Linked DNA regions of Mus musculus: region 1 is linked to region 2. A link is a contact called in public ChIA-PET data. All regions are on one chromosome and are shown on one strand. Each heading gives the region's core, a stretch centred on a gene start, on an enhancer-like site or on the middle of the called end of the contact. The rest is flanking DNA. Distances are from core to core; before and after follow the strand shown. Region 1 holds the start of Dcaf17 (DDB1 and CUL4 associated factor 17). Region 2 overlaps Tlk1 (tousled-like kinase 1).

What was found. ChIA-PET counts read pairs in DNA pulled down with a chosen protein or histone mark.
Region 1: an RNA polymerase II ChIA-PET map of memory CD8 T cells shows a contact between it and region 2, with 114 read pairs. The contact joins the promoter of Dcaf17 here to the enhancer-like site in region 2. A contact is called at or near these places in 16 of 39 promoter capture datasets (the 3T3-L1 cell line, the HPC-7 cell line, HPC-7-derived erythroid cells and 11 more), 2 of 15 datasets of contacts at CTCF or cohesin (the NIH/3T3 cell line and large pre-B cells), 48 of 484 Hi-C or Micro-C datasets (the AML12 cell line, B cells, the C2C12 cell line and 34 more), 32 of 115 datasets of contacts at active chromatin or transcription factors (the 230-238 cell line, CD8 T cells, DN3 thymocytes and 22 more) and 4 of 9 other capture datasets (adipose tissue, embryonic stem cells, liver and 1 more).

The regions. Positions count from the first base shown.
Region 1 is chr2:71,053,795-71,058,496 of GRCm38.p6, forward strand. Dcaf17 (DDB1 and CUL4 associated factor 17) reads left to right here and starts at 1,950. Exons shown (of 14, transcript NM_001165980.1): 1 at 1,950-2,325; 2 at 2,701-2,804. The coding sequence starts at 2,200. Mettl8 (methyltransferase like 8) reads right to left here and starts at 1,812. Exons shown (of 10, transcript NM_145524.3): 1 at 1,577-1,812.
Region 2 is chr2:70,792,129-70,796,794 of GRCm38.p6, forward strand. The region is part of intron 1 of Tlk1 (tousled-like kinase 1); the gene reads right to left. Among named protein-coding and RNA genes, the nearest start is that of Tlk1, 31 kb to the right of the region's middle. Within about 2 kb of position 1,378, at least 15 of the 459 cell types and tissues checked have an H3K27ac peak or open chromatin away from gene starts, as enhancers often do. A contact at or near this core is called in B cells, CD8 T cells, Th1 cells and 3 more, where this site is marked.

The sequences.
Region 1 (4,702 bases), core at 700-3,199, 260 kb after region 2:
AAAGACTGGACAGAAATAGAATCAAAAGTACTTGGTTGTGGGAGAGGCAGAGATGGTCTAATGACTCTCCTTAGGGATCCCAGTGGTAAGATCAATAGCACAGGAAGGGAGCATTCAGAAGGCCGGGTAAGAATGGGGACTGCCCAAGCCGTGAATATTGTGCAGTCCCTCAGCCAGCTCACTGGCTGTCGACTGTGAGGAAAGAAACCACTTACTATGATGATTTAGGGGCCAAGCTTGATGCCTCGTGGAAAAACCTGAAAAACACTGAGAGGCAACTGGCCTTGAAGTACCACCCTGGTAAGAGTGGACGTGAAGGAGAAGCAAGTAAACAGTCTTCTCAAGCGCACAGAGTTTCCAGAGGTTAAGCATTCAGACCTGGGAGAAACTGGGGGGACTTTGGTCCAAACCAAGAAAGACAGCGCCATTACAGTAGAGCAGCAAGTGAGGGGCATGGCCCTCATGTCTGAATGGGTGGTCTGCATCCAGTTGTTGGGACTTAATATGTTAAAGTGAATGCGCGGAAGGTATGATCACAATATGCCCACTACTTGCTACTGTTTTTGTGGTAATAGTGGAGCATAGTGGCATCTTAGAAGTCATGTGAAAAACAAGCACAGAAACCAAAGCTCAGCCATGGTGGGAGAGCACAGAAAGACAAGAGCTGCGACAAGAAAGACAAAAAGGAAATGATGAGTGCAATTCAGCAATGATTTGCATTTCGCTTCAGCCAAAGAAAATCCAGCTATATTTTTCTGGGTTCCAGCATTTCAGTGACAGCTGCATTCATGAATGACCAAATTAACTATTGTGGAGCTTTCTAAAAATATACAAAGCACTCACTCCACCGTATGCTATAAGCAGGTCATGAAATATCAGGGGGGGAAAAAAAAAACCTCCAACAAAACAACCAAACAAACAAACAAAAAAGCCAGACCCCGAAGGAAATGCATCAAGGGTATAAGAGTTTTCCATTTAAAACAACAAAATGAAACGGCTAACGTTTGATCCAGCACATCCATCCTGTACTGTACTTCTGTCGATCAGAAAGCTGGTGTGCTTACTGACTTTTTCTTTAAGCACTTAAGATCACGGAGTGGCATGCCAAGTCTATTAAGTCTATGTGGGAGATGCAGACACCACACTAAAGGGGTTTACAATGAGGTTACGGGTCGCATTTGGTATACAGTTACGGAAATTTTTAGTATGTTAGTAATTTTGAACACGCAGGCTGAGCTAGTTCACAGAGAATGTTATTTTTTACTTAGAGAAGTCAACCTGGATTATCTTAGGCAGTTCAATAAGAATGCAAACATTTCATATTTTATTCCCTATAAGGGGGAAAAATGGAAGGAGGAAGAAAACACAGCAATTACCACAAAACCAGTCAGGGTCCCCGCTGGCCACACAAGGACGAGCCTTTGGGAAGGAGAAATTCAATCCTACTTTGATGGGAAAAACAGCAACTTTCACCACTAATTACCATACAAAAGCATAGTGGTTACACAACTAAATGTTGAAGTCAACCTCATCCACAACGTCCCAAGTGCGGCTGAGGGAAAGCCACGGGGCGTACCTTTGGAGGGTCCCACTGGCCACAACGCCCCTCTGGACGCGTGGCCAGAGCCTTGCAGGGCCAAAGGAGGGGTTGGCAGTCGTCCCACGACCAGGGCAGAAAGGGACTGCTTCCTGGGACACACAGGTGAAGCGACACCACCAGGTGGCTGCACAGCACCCACCAAAGCTATCCAGGTTTACCGCGTGCAGCCCGGAAGGCTACCCGACCCACTGCGCAGCCCTACGGCGCAGCCTATTAGGGCCAGGAGAGGCGGGCTAGGGGCAGGGAGGGGTGGGGCGGGGCCAGGCCAGCCCTCGCTCTGCCTGACGGGAATTGTAGTTCTGAAAAAGAAGCCATAGGGGCGGAAAAGGCCAAGGGGACTACATTTCCGGGAGAGGGAGTGGATACGGAGGGCCGCGAGGTGCAGCGTTAATCCCGAGAGCAGAAAGAAGGGCCAGGAAGGCGCCGTTGATTCTGTTCCTTTGCGTCAAATCCGTGTGTCGCTACCTCTTGATCTCTGCCCCGAGTCCCCAGCGCGGGGTCCCGCGTCAGCCTTCCTTTGAGGTTCGCAGGTGGCGGCTGCCACCCCTCGCGGAAGTGAGGGGCGCGCCCCTCCTGGGCCCTGCGGACCCCTAGTCTCCATGGGCCGGACCCGGAAGGCCAATGTGTGCCGCAGGCTGAGTCGCCGGGCTCTGGGCTTCTATGCACGCGACGCAGGCGTGGTGCAGAGGACGAACCTGGGCATCCTGCGGGCGCTGGTGTGCCAGGTGACGCCCGCCGAAGTCGGGGTGCCCGGGGTCCAACCTCCTGCCGGGCTGCAGTTTTTTACGCGCTCTGATACCCCTTTGAGGGTCTTACGTGGGGAGGGGCATCCGTGTCCCGCAATTAGGGTATTAGAAAATAGGTACTCAGGTCCGCCGCCTGGCGTAGTTTTTAAAAAGCTTCTTTTGCCTTCCTGCAAACAATCGATTCAAAACTTGGGCATCCAACTAAACCGACATCTATGGGCAGAGGGAGAAAAAAAAAAAAAAAAAAGGAGAAACAATGTACTTTAAAACTGTAGATTTCAACTACCCACCGAAAATGGTTCCATAGCAGGGGACTGAGTTCTTTCCTAAACTGAAATTCTTTGTGTCTTTCAGGAGAGTACTAAATTTAAGAATGTTTGGACAACTCATTCCAAGTCACCTATAGCCTATGAGAGAGGAAGAATATATTTTGACAATTACCGGTGCTGTGTCAGCAGGTAAATTCTTGGTGATGATTTTTTTTTTTTTTTGCTATAATCCACCTGACCCTAGTTTTTATAGAACCACGTGGCTTCTTTAGTACTTAGTGAAATTGGAAGATGAAAAAAAAAAAAAAAATGAGTCCATAATAAAACTAGGTGGAAAATGCATGTGATCTTAAAAACTCGTTAAGTCTAAAGTTTCGGACTTCATCTTTGTAAATACTTTTATTTCACACAAAATTATAGCACAGGCAAAATAATACGTTTCTCAGCACAGTTTGCTGTTTTATACCCATTTAAAGATCAGAGTCCAGAAAATGGGTTGTGAAATAATTAGATGCTGCTTAGGAGACAGGCATTTTGTTTTAGAAGTACTTTTTTTTTTTTCCCAAGAGAAAAAAAATGTTCAAACAAAAGTATAGTATTTGTAGATAAATAGTATTTAACAGCCAGCCTCCATCCATTCAAGGTCAGACTGAAGAGAACGACACAGTGAATTGATGCTTCCATGCCCGTCACCTGGATTAAGGGATTATGGAATTGCCGCTCTTTATCTTTCACTTTGCATCTGTAAGAATTATGGGCATTTTTCTGTGTGCCAAGCTTCAGTGGTGTTGTTCCTCCGGAGCAAATCACCTTGTTGAGATAGGTTCTCCTTTCACTGGACTGGGAAGCTAGAATACCTGTAGACAGCCTGGTCAGCAAGTGCTATGAATTTGCCTGTCTCCACCTCCACAACTCTAGGAAAACCATGAGTATTGGGGATCTAAATTCCGGTCCTCATGCTTGCAGGGCACCAGCTGGAACTATCTCAGAAGTGATTAATAACGCCTAAGTTCTTTTCTTGTGGGATCAGAAACTGGAAGTCAGAGAGACTAGTGATTTTTGAGGTTTGCCTTGACTCCAGGAGGTATCTTTTTTTTTTTTTTTTTTTTTTGGTTCTTTGGCAAATCGCCCAACCTACAATTTATTAGCCTTTAGTGCTGGTGAATCTACCCATGTCCCTCGATTCGCCCTTGGATGTAACTTCCAGTGATTGACAGAGTACACACATACTTGAAATTCTCTGCATCTGTTGCAGGTAAAGTCAGTTTTATTAGAAAGAACTTGGGGCTGTTTCATGGCCTGCTTCTTTTCCCAGGCAGTCTTCAAGTCGACTCCACGGAGCTGGTCATGGGAGTCAATGCAGTGACTCCCCTAACAGAAAAAGCTGAGCAGTTTAGGAAGCTGAGGGAATGCTCAGGCCAGGAAAGAAAGATAAGGCCAATCGGGACCTTACAAAGAAAAGTGTAGTTAGGGCCCTGTTACTCTACACTGTAGTTATACCCAAGGTAGAGTCTCCATGGGAGCCCCAACTTTCAACTATACTAAGGTAGGACTCAGCCCCAACAACTCATGGCTTGGGCTGGATGAAAACAGGGTCACCCTTCCCATTCTCCAGAGATTGCCTTCCAAGTCAGAGCAGCAGGGGACAGATCCTGGCACTCAGTCAGTCATAACAGTTTAGAGCTGTGATAGCATCTTGTTGAGCTAGAAGAAGGATGCAGGGGAACATGCCTGGATCAAACACTGTGGGCTTCCACTGTCTTTACTGAATTCCAGGAGATTTTCTGGAATAAATGCTTCTCCCTATGCTTTTACGAAAACAGCCAAAGGCTTTAAGTGGTTTCCTTTCATTTCTTCAATTTTCCAGAAGGCAGTGTCTATAAGCCTCTGATTCTAGCAGTGGCAGTCTGGACATTCTCTTACACCATTCTCATGATGCCCATCCTCTGCCTTGCAGTGTTAACAGTGACTCTTAGGCACCGTTTCATACCCAGGGTGTTGCCTTCCCAAGTCAGAGACAGTTATTTTGATTTTAAAAAGTTCAGTCAGAGTAAATGCCATTGATTGCTGTCGCAGTGATAAATGAT
Region 2 (4,666 bases), core at 128-2,627:
CCTCTCTGCCTGTCTTACATCAAAGACCCACAGCTGTCAAAAAGCATGACTTTCCAAAATGCTTTTTGTACTAATTTGAGGTGTATTAATTATGATAAATCAGCAGTGCTTACAATTACACCACCTTTGTTTTTAACAAGACTTTTCATTGTATAATTCTTACTTGCCTAAGTCTTCATCTTTGACAGTCAAAATAAAATAAAAATATTTAGAAAGCGTGTCTTTAAAATTTACCAAAGACCTAAGAAAATAAGTCCGTTCATTAAAAAACCTCTCAATAGATTCTACTGCTGCTGAGATATCACCATAAAATTTCTTAAAACTTGAAACTTCCCAAAATCCAAAACTTAAATTTATTCGAGATTAACTTTCTGTGTTAAATTTGATCTGATATGATAGCTTATACATAAGCTTGTTTTTCTTCTGTTAATATTTTTCATAAATTGACTGATACAGCTGAGAACACTTTTATTTTAAAAAAATTTCAGGATAAACCTAAGAAATCAGCTTAATAAAGTAAAATATTCATTTTAAATGAGTCATCTTTTTTTGTTGTCTTAGCACACTTCAAAGTACAGGGACAAGAATGAAGGAAACAACAAAGTGTTTTTCTAACACTATAGAGTAATTCAAACTAGCCTTAAAACATCCATTTTGGTCATTCTCCAGGGTCTCACCAGAAGTATGGCTTTCATCTGCCCCAAAATACATACATACATTACATACATACATACATACATACATACAACCTTCATTTTCCACCAGGCAACAGATCATTACAGAAAAATGTAACTGATCAAAATGCAAAACTATAGAGCTCAGTCCAAATTGATATATCTTCAACACAGCTCCCTCACCTCCGGCAACACTGCAGAAGGGCTGGAAAGATTACTATAGAGGCAGAAAATCAGGGAGTTTGCTGTGAGACTGTATCTCCTAGAAATGTCAGAAGCTATATCCATGAAATAGCACAAACATGGCTACCTAAACATGAACTGAGCAAAGAAAACATTAGACATGCTGACATGGAAGACAAAAATCTCACAAGGCCTCAACCCTAGATAAAGACCTACAGGCAAATAAAGAATGCTGAGAACAAGAGAAATAGTCTGTTCAGACAAGTGTATACCACTCAATAAAAATCGTCAGTCCTAAAACCATACATACAAGTAGCATTATACAGAGTGATAAACAGGTTGTATTTTTAACACACACACACACACACACACACACACACACACACGAGTAAAGAAAGTTGTAGAATCGTAGAATCTTCCTTGGTTAAGGAGAGCTGCTGAGTCCAGGCAGTATGTAGTGGAGCGACACCTCCATCAAGGCCCTAACAAAAACTGAAAGAAGCCCAGAGAGGCCACTGCACTGTAAAAGTGAAACTTGAGTTGTGCTGAAGGCCCCAAGATATTGAGGTGCTAGAGCCATGGCATATCTATTATGGAGGGCTCCATACGGGGAGTAGAGCCAGCCCAAGAGAGAAACAACATATGAGCAAAGCCAGAAGGCCACAGCCATGCTAGCCTTCTGACAGTAGACATGGAGCCAGAGGATCTGGAGTTCTCTCTACTGGGTTTCAGTCCTGCTTTGATTTGGTATTTCCTTACTGTGCCCAATTCCTCAGATTTGAAATGGTAATACATATTCGGTGCATACACACACAACAATTAAAGAAAAAAAAAGGCCATGAATTTGAAAGAGGGGTAGATGGGAGGGTTAGGAGGGAGGAAAGGGAAAGGGGAAATTATCTAATTATAGTTTCAAAAAATATTTTAAAATACCCATTTTCACATAATACAATTTCATTGACAATGTTTTACATAACTTACTCTGCCGTCTCATTTTCTGGCAGTTAAACCAAAACATGCTAAATGAGTACCACAAAATCAATCAGAAAGTCATTTTCTAACAGCTTGCTCTCACAGGAGTCTAATAAAAACATACCTTAAACTTTTCTAATAGTTTTAGTTAGAACTCTTCTTTTTAAGTGTTTGGTATATCTAGTTTTTCCCCCCAAAAAGAAAAAGGTCTCAATTTTCTCATGAATGCAACCTTCTCCACTGATTTGAAATACCTCTCTGGTCACCTATCACATTTCACACAAGCAAATTCTCTTTGAACACTTAATTCTGTTCTAGTAAACTATCTCAGAGCCATATATACCTAACCCATACTCTACGGGGGGAGAGAGAGAGAGACTGACTGCATACACATACAATAACAAAGTATTTTATCCAAATGATTACAGTCTTAACAGGCACAGTATCTAATGTATATGTTCAATTATATAAGCCTATAGTGAGAAGACAGTCTACTCTAGACTCACTCCAAGTCTAAAGCTGTATCATTTTAAACACTATTCTTGTAGTCCTCACAGGGAAGAATTAAGATATACTGAGACCAAACTGCACAGACTGAATCAGAGGCAACTCATTGGATTTCTGCTTCTCTAATATGACTTTTAAAAACTAATTTTAAAAAAATGTCTGATAAAGTGGAAATTTCCATTTCCAGTTTCTTTTGGAAACTTGGTTGTGTCCCATGATGTTTTTCTGGAAGCTGTCTTTGGAGGATGTTTTGCTGAAGCAGACTCGAGAGGGCATGTGATGATGTTTTGCTGGAGCAGACGCCGTTAGAGGGTCCATGATATTCAGAGAGAGTATAAATGGAACCCCTCAGACAGTGAGAGGACGCTCTTGCATTCCGACTTTATGCGATGCTTTGCTGGTCTTCACTAGCTGTGCAACACTTCGCTGGTCTCGCTTCTTTAATGGTCTTCACTATGTAGAGGGAAACTCACCAAAGAACTTATAATGAATGGTGTTCCCGCTGCTTCCACTGACTCTCGATGATTTGGCAAGGCCTTGTGGTTTCTGCTGGACAGAGCCATGGTTACTGATTGGTGTTTGGTGTTTCCTATTGGACTGGATTGATGGTATCCTGATAACAAGAGTCTAGTCACCCCAAAGAACTACTTCTAAACAGGTCCACAATCTCCTTTTCCTACTAACCTTCTTTCTCTCCAAGCTCTAGTCAGTGGGATAGGAGAGAGGTTGAAGCACTCAAGAACCCTAAATAAAGCAGGTTTAGAAAAGTCTAAGCCTCCCATCTGATAACTAGTCTTTCATCAAAATAAACAAACAAATACATGCAGGAGTAGAGGACATGGTTCAGCATTTGCAACACAAGCCTGAAGACCTGAGTTTGGATCAACAGAAGTCTGTAAGCCAGCTAATCTAGAATATGCAACAGAAACAACAGTAGGTCCTATGTCAAAGAAGAACAAAGGTAAGAGTCTATACAGGCAGCTGTCCTATGACCTCTACATGCATGTCATAGCACATACAATACACACACTCTAATTATGTAGGCTTGGTCAAGTCCCCCCACCCCACCCCTATTCAGCATCCTCATATATAAAATAGAAAAATGATACAATATATCTGTTACAGTAAAACAAGTTTGTATTTTTGTATGTTGTACTAAACCTGTCACTTAATATTCTTTCAATAAAATATACCAATTCCCACATTAGCATAGAGGTGTACACCAGCACATACAATATACATCATAATTTATACTCCTTCCAACGTTCTCCCTGGGGCCTGAAATTCCTAGTAGGTAGAATAGCATAGATTTTAATGCTTAATTTCTCTAATGTCATGTAAATAATTAGCCAAGATTCTTTTTCTCTAGCCTCAGGTTTACAATTTTAATTTTCCCCCTCATGCATTCATACATGAATATACAGCTACGTACTTTATACTAGATCTTATTTCTATATTAACATATCGTCCCATTTTTTAAATAAGGAAATTAAAAAAGAGGTTAAGTTATATGGTCATTTGTTAAAGGTTAAAGACACTCAGTTGAGAACACTTTTATTCTGAAAGAAGGTTCTAGAAGAAGTCTGTATATATGACAGAAATAAAGAGTGGAGAAAGAGGAGTGTGTATACAACTGTGCTAGGACAAAGAACATTCCCAGTGAAGTGTCAACACAGGCAGTTAGAAACTGAGTTTCCATTCTCTCCTCCTAGTGCTCACTGCTCATTCATCCTTTCTGCTCTCATTTATTCCCTCACTCTTAAAATAACAGCTACTTTTTAAACAATAAAATATAGAAAGCTCCTCCCAAACTCACACCTCCTAGATCCCACTCCTCAGAGGTATACGCATATCTATACAATCATTTAAAAATATTTTTTCTTTCAATTTTCATAATTCACTGACAAGATTCATTTCATAGCGCTAATCATTTGCCATGAGCAAAGGAGTATGTATTTTTAGTTTAAAAAGAAGCAATTTCACTTTGTTCTCTTTGGTCTCTTAATAAAGAACACAAAACTGAGCCAGGCATGATGGAACACGCCTCAGAAGGCAGAGGCAGGAGGATCTCTGTGAGTTTGAGGCCTGCATGGTCTACAAAGAAAGTTCCAGTTACAGAGAAACCTTGTCTTGAACAAACAAAAACAACAACAAAACACACACACAAATTGCTACAATAAAAAAAAATGCAAAAATGCACATTAATTAAATTTAAACCCCACCAGTAAGCCCTAACATCCAATAAAAACTGAAATACTATTTTTTTCCTCTGAGGTACTCTTTTCCCCCCTTCTTTTTACAACAATAAAGCAGTAGCTGTAAAGGTAACT